4 separate regions of the Mus musculus genome follow, and regions 2, 3 and 4 are each linked to region 1. A link is a contact called in public promoter capture Hi-C data. All regions are on one chromosome and are shown on one strand. The core of a region is the stretch at or near the end of the contact, and the rest is flanking DNA. Distances in the headings are between cores, read along the strand shown. Region 1 holds the start of Akr1e1 (aldo-keto reductase family 1, member E1). Region 2 holds the start of Akr1c6 (aldo-keto reductase family 1, member C6). Region 3 has its middle 27 kb from the start of Akr1c6. Region 4 has its middle 49 kb from the start of Akr1c6.

Evidence for each region. Promoter capture Hi-C pulls out the DNA fragments that hold promoters and counts their contacts.
Region 2: a contact with region 1 is called in a promoter capture Hi-C map of liver. The contact joins the promoter of Akr1c6 here to the promoter of Akr1e1 in region 1. A contact is called at or near these places in 3 of 39 promoter capture datasets (the 3T3-L1 cell line and liver), 2 of 484 Hi-C or Micro-C datasets (both in liver) and 3 of 9 other capture datasets (adipose tissue, liver and pancreatic islet).
Region 3: a promoter capture Hi-C map of liver shows a contact between it and region 1. The contact joins the enhancer-like site here to the promoter of Akr1e1 in region 1. A contact is called at or near these places in 5 of 39 promoter capture datasets (the 3T3-L1 cell line, the HPC-7 cell line, liver and 2 more) and 2 of 484 Hi-C or Micro-C datasets (liver and nephron progenitors).
Region 4: a contact with region 1 is called in a promoter capture Hi-C map of liver, with 16 times the contacts expected there. The contact joins the enhancer-like site here to the promoter of Akr1e1 in region 1. A contact is called at or near these places in 13 of 39 promoter capture datasets (the 3T3-L1 cell line, 3T3-L1-derived adipocytes, cranial neural crest and 7 more), 36 of 484 Hi-C or Micro-C datasets (the AML12 cell line, the BV-2 cell line, the Ba/F3 cell line and 15 more), 6 of 115 datasets of contacts at active chromatin or transcription factors (a beta-TC-6 cell line, bone marrow-derived macrophages, embryonic stem cells and 3 more) and 1 of 9 other capture datasets (pancreatic islet).

The regions. Positions count from the first base shown.
Region 1 is chr13:4,607,881-4,610,580 of GRCm38.p6, forward strand. It overlaps Akr1e1 (aldo-keto reductase family 1, member E1), which reads right to left and starts at 1,284. Exons shown (of 10, transcript NM_018859.2): 1 at 1,205-1,284. The coding sequence starts at 1,243.
Region 2 is chr13:4,433,029-4,435,805 of GRCm38.p6, forward strand. It overlaps Akr1c6 (aldo-keto reductase family 1, member C6), which reads left to right and starts at 1,315. Exons shown (of 9, transcript NM_030611.3): 1 at 1,315-1,446. The coding sequence starts at 1,363.
Region 3 is chr13:4,405,657-4,408,356 of GRCm38.p6, forward strand. No RefSeq gene overlaps it. Among named protein-coding and RNA genes, the nearest start is that of Akr1c6, 27 kb to the right of the region's middle. Within about 2 kb of position 1,290, at least 4 of the 459 cell types and tissues checked have an H3K27ac peak or open chromatin away from gene starts, as enhancers often do. A contact at or near this core is called in liver, where this site is marked.
Region 4 is chr13:4,383,700-4,386,399 of GRCm38.p6, forward strand. It overlaps the pseudogene Gm9973. Among named protein-coding and RNA genes, the nearest start is that of Akr1c6, 49 kb to the right of the region's middle. Within about 2 kb of position 1,397, at least 6 of the 459 cell types and tissues checked have an H3K27ac peak or open chromatin away from gene starts, as enhancers often do. A contact at or near this core is called in hepatocytes, kidney and liver, where this site is marked.

The DNA of each region.
Region 1 (2,700 bases), core at 34-2,533:
AACTGTAAACATAAAACAAGTATCACACACATGGACTCACTCAATATCTGTAGGGTACACACAGGAAAAGCTTAGTGAGACACAGACATTTCCATCAAATATGAAAAGTGTAGCTCAAGGTAGCTTTGAATTTGATCTCTTCCTTGCTTTGTCCTAAATGACTTGGTTATTGGATCAAGGGGATATACATATCTAGCATAGCGACATTATTTAAGATCATCAGTCAGTGTCACATTTGCTATGGTTTTCCATTGCCTTCACATATTTTGAAAGTCATATTCCTGTGTCTTCAGGAGATAGAATTAAATGCTTCAATTGTGTTGGGAGGGTGATTCCCCCCCCCCCACACACACAGTTTTATTTATTTATTATTTTATTGACATTTCTTTCATCTCACATCTCAGCATTCACTATGTGGTACCAAAGAACACTCAAATCACCAAATTGCCAAAATAATAATAATAATAATAATAATCCCATCCTTTTTACAAAAAATTCTGGAGAAACATTTATTTGAAAACCTTCCTATAAACAGAATTTTTAAATTTACTTTTTTATCAAAAACAAAACAAAACAAAACCCCCAAACCATAAAAAGAAACAAATTTTGATCATGCCTCCCCCTCCCCCACAACTTGTCCCAGAGTCAGACAGGCCTATTCAACTATTCAACTTCACGTTCATTATGCCCTACATTCAAAATCAACTGAGCAAGCAGTGTAACTACTCGCAAATATCTCTAATGTCGCTAGTGGACTCCAGAAGTAGACATTACACTTACATCGGTGCAATTATTTAATTATTTTTATTTGGTTTGTTTTAGCATGCAAAGTAGCACGCTTCCTTGTGGCCATTTGACACACACTCGGTTTTGCTGTGCCAAGATGAGTGCCACTAGGCATAAATGATTTTTCGGAGGCTGGGGGTCCGTGATTAGCTCACACAAGGCTAGGTTAACAGCACACTGCTTTATTTAAAGTTAGTCTAACAGCTTTGAATCCTCGCAGGGAGCAGGGTGTTTTAGGATCACAGGAGAGAGAGTCCAACTTCTCCTCTAATCCGTCTGGGGGAAAACCTTAATCAGAGCCCGGGTCTGGAAGGAATCACCCTAGGCAAAAGAAATCCCGTGCCCCTGGCTGTTTTTGAGCATGTACTCATCAGGCTCCGGGACCCTTAGCCCCACCCACACCGGAGTGTGTCCTCACCTTCCAGGTGCCCAAGCCCACTGTAGGGATGTTTTCCATGGTTCCCCTTTGCTCAAAGGCTCAGCCTCTTCCTGCACTTTAGCGGCCAGAGAGCGTTCCAGGGACCTCAGGAAATGCCGTGATAGGCTGGAGTTCTGGCAGTTTAATTGGCTGATGGAGAGGTCGCTTGGTGCTCTGATTGGCTGAGAGCATAGTCCATCTTTCAGGGGACCTAAGCAATTGGGTTTGGTTGTGCTTTATCTCTGTCCTAAATCCTCTATGATCCTAAGAATTCCGTCTCCGAGCAACCTGCCTAAAGCCCAGATCCAGTGCTCTGTCCTTCTTGCAAACAGGCTGTGGTTCAGGATATTTCCTGGACATCAGATGTTTTAGATTGATGATCGTTTCTAGTATCCTGGAAAAAACAGGTTTGACTATATCAGCTGTCTTGAACCTTGCAATGATGATGAGTGCTACTTTGAGGTGATTGCCATTTTAGTAATAGAGGAAATATAATCTGAATATCATTTTTAAGGTGTGTCTTATGGAATTAAAAAAATCAAGATTAAAAATTAAACATCTCTGGAAGATTATTCACTGTAATAAGAACTAATAATAAGGGAGGTCATTTAAAGAGAGCAAATAGTATATAGGCAGATTTTGAGGGAGGAAAAGGAAGAGAGAAATGTAATTATAATTGCAAACAAAACAAAACAAAACAAAAACAAAAACCCAAGGGTCTTCCCACAAGATAATCCCTCAAAGGAATGCCTACAAGACTGTCTCCCAGGTGATTTTTAGGTCTTATTCAGTTGGCAATAATCCTAAAATCACAAGCTGAAACATCTAGAAGGAACCAGAAAACCAGCCCATAAACGCAAAGGTAAATAGCTATTTCGAAAATATTAGCATTACTAAGATGATTAGAAAAATTGAAGATTTGCGTGTTACAGTGCTTAGAATTTTGTATCCTTCACTATGTTTGTTAATAACTTATTAAAAACTTAGCAGAATTCAACAATTTTACAATTTCAACCCAAAGTTTTGTTTTGTTATTTTAATTTCTCTGTTGCCATATTACACATCTGTTCATTTGTTTGAGTTTTTCAAGTGCTCATGGCAGATGCACTGTGGATGTGGAAAACTCTACATCTTCTCCAGTTCTCTTTTTTTATTTATATTTTGTAAAAATGGCAAAGTTAAGCCATTAACGGTCAGACAACTATTTGTAGCTTTCGATCTTTATGCAGATTAACATGGAAGTATCCATTTGCAAGAGGATGTGTTTTCAGATGTTCAATATTATTAGTACTCTCTCTCTCTGATAAGCTTTTATTACTCATAGCGACACTTACACTTTCAGTTCATAAATCTATAGAAATATTGTCCTATCTTTAAATGATTTCTATCATTTCATAAAAGGGTAGTTTGATCTAGGGATGCCTTCTTTTTTAATGGTCATTTCAGATTTCTTAGGTAGTAATTTAGCAGAAACCAATGTTACAGATGTAAATACT
Region 2 (2,777 bases), core at 65-2,564, 170 kb before region 1:
ACCCTGTTTGAATGGGAATTTGTTTTTCTCCATGGAACTCATTTTCCTTAGTAAAGTTACAGTGAATTATCCTTTATTCTTCAACTCTCAGTCAACCTACGCAAACCTTTCTTTTTATTCTCCATTCCCTTTCTGACGTTAAGACCTTCAGGGAGGGTCCATGTCTTTGTGTAGCATGATTCTAACTTAAAATGTAGGACTGACAGCTATTGGTATGTAATTAGGTAGGTCTACATGGACCAAGAAACTTGGCTCAATAGTTGTGCAGTAGAAATGGATTGGTTATTCAGAGACTTAGGTCTGTTCTGTGAGACAGCAGATTCCTCTCCTAATGTTTTCCAGAAATTAACAAGCTCAAAGTCATTCAAACCTAAGTAGTTATGAAGCCATAAACACGCAGATGTATTTACTGAATTTCAAAAATATCATTAATTGTTTTATGATTCTTTTGTGTATGTTGTAAATTGTTTTTGGTAAAAAGTTGATTGGGCACTTAAATAAGGCAATTTCCACTGCATATTTGTAAGAATTGTGCCTGTGTCACTGGGTATTCTAATGAGATATAGAGAAGAAAGATACAAGATGTAATTTACAAATGGATATGTTCAGCTCTCTTTTTTTTCTGTTCTTACACTTGTTAATAATTTATTTTAATGTTTAGTTGTATTTATAGTCTCTGTTTATATATACATATTAACAAGTGTGTTTTATAAGATAGGTAATTGTTTTAATAACAAGAATCTTTATAACCACCAGCACAGGTATGCAGCATTTCATAGTTGGAATCATTTGTAGCTTCCTTCCTTTCTCCCCTTGCTCTCTGCTCCTCTACCCTTCTCTTTTGTTTTCTTTATGATGTTTAGAATGAACCCAGCATTGTAGACACGATAGGCAAGGTTTTTGCCACTGAGCTGCATTCCAGCTTTTTAATTATCTTAAGAATTTCTCATCCATGAAAGTTGGGGATGGAGAGATGGCTCAGAGGTTAAGAGTGCTCTCTGCTATTCCAGAGGTCCTGGGTTTGATCATCAACACCAGCATACAACTAAGAACTATCAATATCTCCAGTTTCAGAAGATTGTATGCACTTTCTGACTTCCATGGGCATTAGTCATGCTTGTAGTGCATGATATAGATGTAGAAATATACCTATAAACATAAAATAACAATAAACAAATCACAGAAATTTAAAACAGAATTCATTCCAGTTTCCTCTTTATGTGTGCAAAGCTGCTTTCATCTTTTTCAACAAACTGCATTGGTTACTCATTACAAGGACATCTAGGATAAGGCCAAGCATTTATTTGCTGTCCTGTGAAAGAAGCCAGAATAGTATCTTCTCAGTTGGTGGGCTGAGAAGCCATGGATTCTAAGCAGCAGACAGTGCGTCTAAGTGATGGTCACTTCATCCCTATACTGGGGTTTGGTACCTATGCACCTCAAGAGGTAATGATAGCAATTGGGGTTGAGAGTTGAAACAAAGAGAGAATTTGGTAGGTGGGTTGATATGGTATGCACAGTCATTGAATTCTGATGTGATTCTTCAGGGCTAACCTAATTCTCTGTTTTAGCAGTCTAGAGTTCTTCCTTGTGCAAGGAAAAGGCAGATGACATTCAGCATCAGGGACTTATCCAAGAGCCTAGTTCCAGATTATTGTGAGCACTAGTTTTTCCTTTCATTTTTCTCCATCCCAATTAGGGAGAGAAAATGAAATACAGCTAAGAGCGCTGCCTGAGCAACACTGATCCTGAGTATATTTTTGAAAAGTGCTTTATCTGCTGCAAAACTGTGCTGTTCTTGTTCATATGCTTGGTAGTTTTATATCACCTTGATGCAAGCTAAAGTCATTTGAGAAGAGGATATGCCAATTAAGAAAATACCTCCATAATATCAAGTTGTAGGGAATTTTCTAAATTAGTGATTGATGTTGGAGAGCCCAGTCCATTATAGGGGATGCCATCAATGGGTTGCTGGTCCTGAGTTCCATAAGAAAGCACACCAAGCAAGCCAAAAAGAGGAAACTGGTAAGCAGCACCCCTCTATTGCCTTTGCAATAGCTGATTCCATCAACAGGAGTTCCTTGCGTTTCTGCCTTGACTTCCCTGAGTGATGGAGTGTGACATTATTGTTGTAAGATGTAATGAACCCTTTTCTCTATGAGTTGCTTTTGGTCATGGTGTTTTGTCAAAGGAATAGAAACTCGAAGACAATGAACCCTGGAGAAACATATTCCACTTTTTGCCTTCAACTTTATACTATAAAATAAACTTTCTTATGTGCTTACTACAGTACCATTACATTTTTATCCTTTAATGCGGTTCTGTATTTTTAATTAAAATTTATCCTACTTGACAAAAAATGTAATTTAATTCCAATCACAATTCCTACAAAATAAGAAATTGAAGCTTAAAAGAGGGCATGTATGTGGGTAATTTTTTTGTATGATGCTCTTAATTTCCTAGATATAGATCTCTTCTTTTGAACATACATCCTGCTGAAAGTTTTAATATTTGCTGTGCAGGCAAAATGGCGTTGTAAAAGACTTTATACTATACCACTATCTCCTCAAGTTCCTTTTGACAAACAACTTTTGATGATACCTAGCCATCTTCTAATTTCATAATGTTATCTTTTTATGATATTGTTGACATCTTCTTATTTCATAACAGAAGGATGGAAGTTTTCTATGAACTGCCTGTGCAAAAAGTAGGGCTCATGTCTACATGCTTTTATCTAGGATGAAATAAGCCAGGGGTGGTTGTGTAAGAATGAATAA
Region 3 (2,700 bases), core at 40-2,539, 200 kb before region 1:
GGTCCAGGGTTGTTTCTTAAGAAAGAATATTTATTCTTATTTATTCTCTGTATATGGAAGTCATTTTCAAGAAAAACCAATAGGCAAATATTGGTGGACTCCTTTTTGCTTTATGGAGAGTCCTCAGTTGCTAATTCACCAATAAATACAATATCCACAATTAGGATATCATTTATTTCAAGATCAGTCAGGGTTGCATGCACAGAGATGAGCTTACCAACAGTCACAAAAGCTGGTTTTTGTTCTTATCCCCATAATAATAATAATTTTATAATAATCTGTACATGTGACATGTGATTTCTCTAGTGTGGAAACATACCAATTAGGAACTGTATCTGGGTTTTGTTTCTGTCTGATGGGCTTAAAGGCATTTGCTATAACCACCTTGTTCACTGTAAGTCTAAAATTTATAAAACTAACTTACAGAGATCTACCCATCTCTGCTGAGATTAAAGACATGAGCTACCACCATCCTGCTCAAATATTTTATCTTAGCTGTAATTCACCCAAACTTTTAGAGATTTAGAAAATATATTTTAACTGTAGTAATTACTTGAAATTACTTAAAATTACTCTTAACTGTATTTTTAGTATCAAACAACAAAAATATCCTATTTCTTTAAGAAGAAAACTCAAAAGCATTTAATGCCAGAAAGGCTAATGTGTCTTTGGTAATTATCATTTGAAAATATTATTTTCTCATGGCTGATAGAATGAAAGGGATTTGTTAAACTTTTTTTTTTTTTGGGGGGGGGGGGTTTGAGACAGGGTTTCTCTGTGTAGCCCTGACTATCCTTTGTAGACCAGGCTGGCCTTGAACTCAGAAATCCGCCTGCCTCTGCCTCCCAAGTGCTGGGATTAAAGGCATGCACCACCACCGTCCGGCTATTGTTAGTCTTTATAAGTTAGTTTGGACTGAATGACTACACTGTCTGATGAAATATTGTCTCTCCTTATTCAGTAGGTTTCCCCTGTTCAAAGCTAATCTTTATCAATGTTGATGGTATCCACAGCTTTTCTTCTCCTATGGAAACAAAGACAAAACCTATTTCTTAGTGTAAGAATACACTAGTTTTAAAGACTACATCTTTAAAATATACAGGATGATTTAATTCAACAGTTTTCTTCTACTACATGACCCCTGTCTGCAGCTGGGATAATAAAATTTTCTATTGAGAGCATATCCATTTTGCTGAAAATATAAGTAATCATCTAACATGAACAAATCAAGCTGGTGCCCAGCTAGAACCTTCACCCCTATTGACTAACATTCATGGAACAGGAAAGTAGTTTGTATGTTACTAGGTATGAAAGTAATCATTAACATCAAGAAGCTACAAACCAGTGACCTACAACAGTGAGCTGACTGCAAAATATATTGGTGCAGCAGAGACTAATTACTTCGTAGAATTTGGACTTAAGGCCCACTCCATCAAATTGAGCTCATATTTGGCTTTATGAAAGTGGGCAAGAACCCATGACTAGATAGGTAATAGGCCCTGAAGGGAAATTTACTACTATTCTCGTAAAGAAACAGTAATAAAAAGACTCCTAATGACATATTGCTATACTAATAGGTCAGTGTATCACTGAACCTTTACCAGAGAAGCTTATTCTTTCAGTAGATGGAAATTAACACATAGATCCAAAATTCATCAATGTGCAGAGTAGAAGACATGGAACACTCAACCCTAAATAAGATTTATTTATCAAGCCCCTCCCATCAAGGTTTAGTGATATATGTAAACGAGAAGGCACAAAGATTATAACATCCACTAATGATAAATGACTCCAAGGAAACTGTTTTCCTAATAAACTTACAAAGAGTATGACAACAGGCACAAGTCCTGGATAGGCTTTAGCCAGACAAACTCACAGCACTAAAAAGTGAAGTAAAAAAAGTCCCAACCCTAACCAAGAAACTATTTACAGTTGCTAGCTGTTCGGAAAGGGAAAAAATAAAACTTCTCCAAAGGAGTATCATTGGTACGTTAACCACACGCCAAGGCTGAAGACCTCATGCCCCGTGTAGATAGCCAATCACAAACAGATTCCCTCTGTGTCTCTGTATCTGTCTCTCTGGCTCTTTCTGGCTCTGTATCTCTATGTCTCTCTGTCTGTCTGTCTCACTGTTTCTCTGTCTCTGTCTCCCTCTGTGTATGTTTGTGTGTTCCTTTTGTTCTTTTGTCTTAATTTAGTTTTCACTATTACTATTTAATTTTGAGAGAGAGAGAGAGAGAGAGAGAGAGAGAGAGAGAGAGAGAGAGAGAGAGAAGAACATGAAGTTGGATGGGCAGGTAGATGAGGAGGATCTAGGAGGAGTTGGAGAAGAAATAATGTAATAAAAATATACTGTCTGAAAAAATATTTAAAAAACTAACTCTTCTCCCTTTAGAGACCAGTAACTGCCTTCATATCCTTAGGGAGGGTCGAGCCTCCTAAGTCCCTCCTTACCTACCTAACTGTTATAGGCCCAATATAGCTCTGTTTTTTACAATTGCCCATAATTGCTGGATTTCAAGGGGCATTGATTGTGGCATGCCCAAAGGACAACAAGGTCTACAACACTTATTCACTCCAATTAACAATATGTAATCTCTTTTCCCCACATCCCAATTGAGCATTTACTGTTATCTCCATTATCCATGATGGCTGTTCTGATTGGGTTAAGAGGGAACCTTAAAGTATTTTTAATCTACG
Region 4 (2,700 bases), core at 147-2,646, 220 kb before region 1:
AAAGGTGTGGTGGAACACACCTTTAATCTAGGCTACACCTTCTGCTGGAGACAATATCAAGGACATTGGAAGAAGGGAGTCTCACTCTTGCTCCCTCGCCTGCTTGCCATGTGGAACTGAGTAACTGCTAGATCCTTGGACTTCCATTCCATTGTTGGGAATTGGGCTGCAGACTGTAAGTCATCAATAAATTCCTTTACTATGTAGAGGCTATCCATAAGTTCTGTGACTCTAGAGAACCCTAACTAATACACTGATTGAGTAACATCATGGGCTTATTTTGTTTTAGTTTAAGATGCTGTTATCCAATCAGAATGAGAATTAAAAGTTCAGCAAGTAGTAACAGCAGAGTAGTTATTCAGGGAGACCAAGAGAGCAGATAATGGCACAAATTATTTCCCAACCATGGCAAGATTTTTTTTTAATTTACTGTTGAATAATTAGGATAGAAATAGGTTTTCTTTCAAAGCTAGAGATAGTTTTTTTTTTAATCTCATAAGAAGTATGTATAAATCTCTCCAGATTTGTTGGACAATTTCTTTTAGAGAATATAACTGCTGTTTTGTAAGGACTCAGGTCCTGATCAATAGGTGTACTCAGCAGGGAAAACATCAGAAGAGGAATGTTTAGTCAAACCATTGCTACATGCCGACCAAGTTGTCTCAGAGGTCCAGTAATGTTATCCATTTGAATTTACACATGAAGGAGAATAGCAGGCATCAGAATAAGGGTATGTGCCTAGGTTAAAGTTTTCAGACATTAGACAAGTTTTATCCCCTTGTAAGTCTTATAACATTAATTTGGGCTGCCCCCAGCCATAGTGAGTTTTGCCAGTCAATGGGTTGACAGAATCATTAGCTCTTATCTGTATATTGTATAGTGGTGAAAGACTCCGAGAGGAGCCCCTCGCTCAGGCCTCAGGAAAATAGCAGACACCCAAGAACTCACGACAGACCGAGCTTGTTGCAAACCACATGAGGCTTTATTCGGGGAAAGCCAGAGCTCTGGGGACGACTCATATCCCACGCAGGAGTAGAGGATTCGACCTCGAGGGGAAAGAGTTCCCAGTTTTTATAGGCCCTCAGAGGGGAAAGGAGAAGGAGGAGAGTAGGGGATTTCCAGATCTAAACAATGTCTATTCTCAAGAAATGGGTATGGGAGGGGTACAAGGAAAGAGTCTAATGAAGGTGCAGCAATGGGCACACACCTGGTCAAAACATTGGCAGACACACAGGTTCAAGGAGTGGCCAAAGCATTGTGCACCTCTATTTTTCTAAATCAGTGAAGCTAGTTCTGCTAACAATGACGTCTATCTTGCCAATTTCAGGGCTTCTGTGTCCTTTTACATTTTGCCAAGATCTTTCATTGGCTAGGTATTCAAGCATAACCAGAAACTGTGGCTGATTTTTATTTAGCTAGGAATGATTAACTTTATGACAGGGTCTATTCCTGTGGCATAGGATCTGACTCTGCAGTATTTTTTTTTCCTGTTTTCCAAAGGCCAGAATCCTTTTAAAGAAAAATTTCAGGAATCTTCAGTTTTATGGCCCCAGTTTTTACAAATGGAAGTTACCTTGTTTCTGGTAACTGGAGGGCCCAGCTGGAGGACAGAATAGAATTATAAATGCTATTTTTATCTCAAAGTTAAAATTTTATATCATATATATATATATATATGAGAGAGAGAGAGAAGATGGAATATTATTAGATTGCTGGTCTATAGTCATACTAGCTAATGCAATCCTTGTATCTGTTTTCCTCTCTTCCTAGTCTAGGCCTTAGTGTGGTTGAACCATGACCCTGTGCTCATACCCAAAGTTTAAAACACATGCCTTAGGAGGAGGTAGAGCATCAGGGAATGGAAGGACCTAGAGACACAAATATATATTAATTTCCATGGATTTGTCATCAGAGACACTTCATTTAGCACCATCCATTTCAATTTCTTGCCCTGGGTATGGTGAATCCAGGGTTTAATGCCAGCCACCTACACAGCCATAAGTGTGGAAAGAATCACCATATGGCTTCCATTCTGAGTTAATTTTAGTTCCTCCTCAGCTATCTGCTTGACCCAGACAGTATCATCATACTGGAACAAGAGGAAACAGGTGGTAGACTCAGAGGTTGGCTGCATCTCTTGGACATTCTAATTTGTGGAGGACTAAAGTGCTTATAGTGACTTGAGAAAGAAATGGCTTGAGAGTTCTGCCAACTCTTGGTTTCTGAGCCTAGGAAGCAATGGGAAGAGGTCTTCAGACATAATCTCCTTGGGGGATGGGGGTAAATTCCTTCTTATATGGGGTGTAGCACACTGAATCAAAGCAAGGTAATAGGCCTCTCCATCTTTGCTGGACTCTAATGAGAGTTTTGTTAGTTTATTTTAACATTTTTTGTTGTTGTTGTTATCACTGAGGTCTATATGTAAGATGAAGTTTTAAAGCTTTAGCTGTTGAAAGATTTTAGCTATGAAAGCCAGGTCATGGTCTGACCCCATTGCTTGGAGGATGCCAAATTAGAAGACCAGTTCTTGGAGGAGATTTTTAGGTACTACTTGAACAGTTTGACTCCAGGTGGAGAATGCTTCTACTAGTCCTGAAAAGGTATCTTTAAAATCTAACAAGTAACCCAGATATAGCTCTCTCTTCTGAGACTATGCCGAGGCCTAGTAAACACAGAAGTGGATGATCACAGTCAGCTATT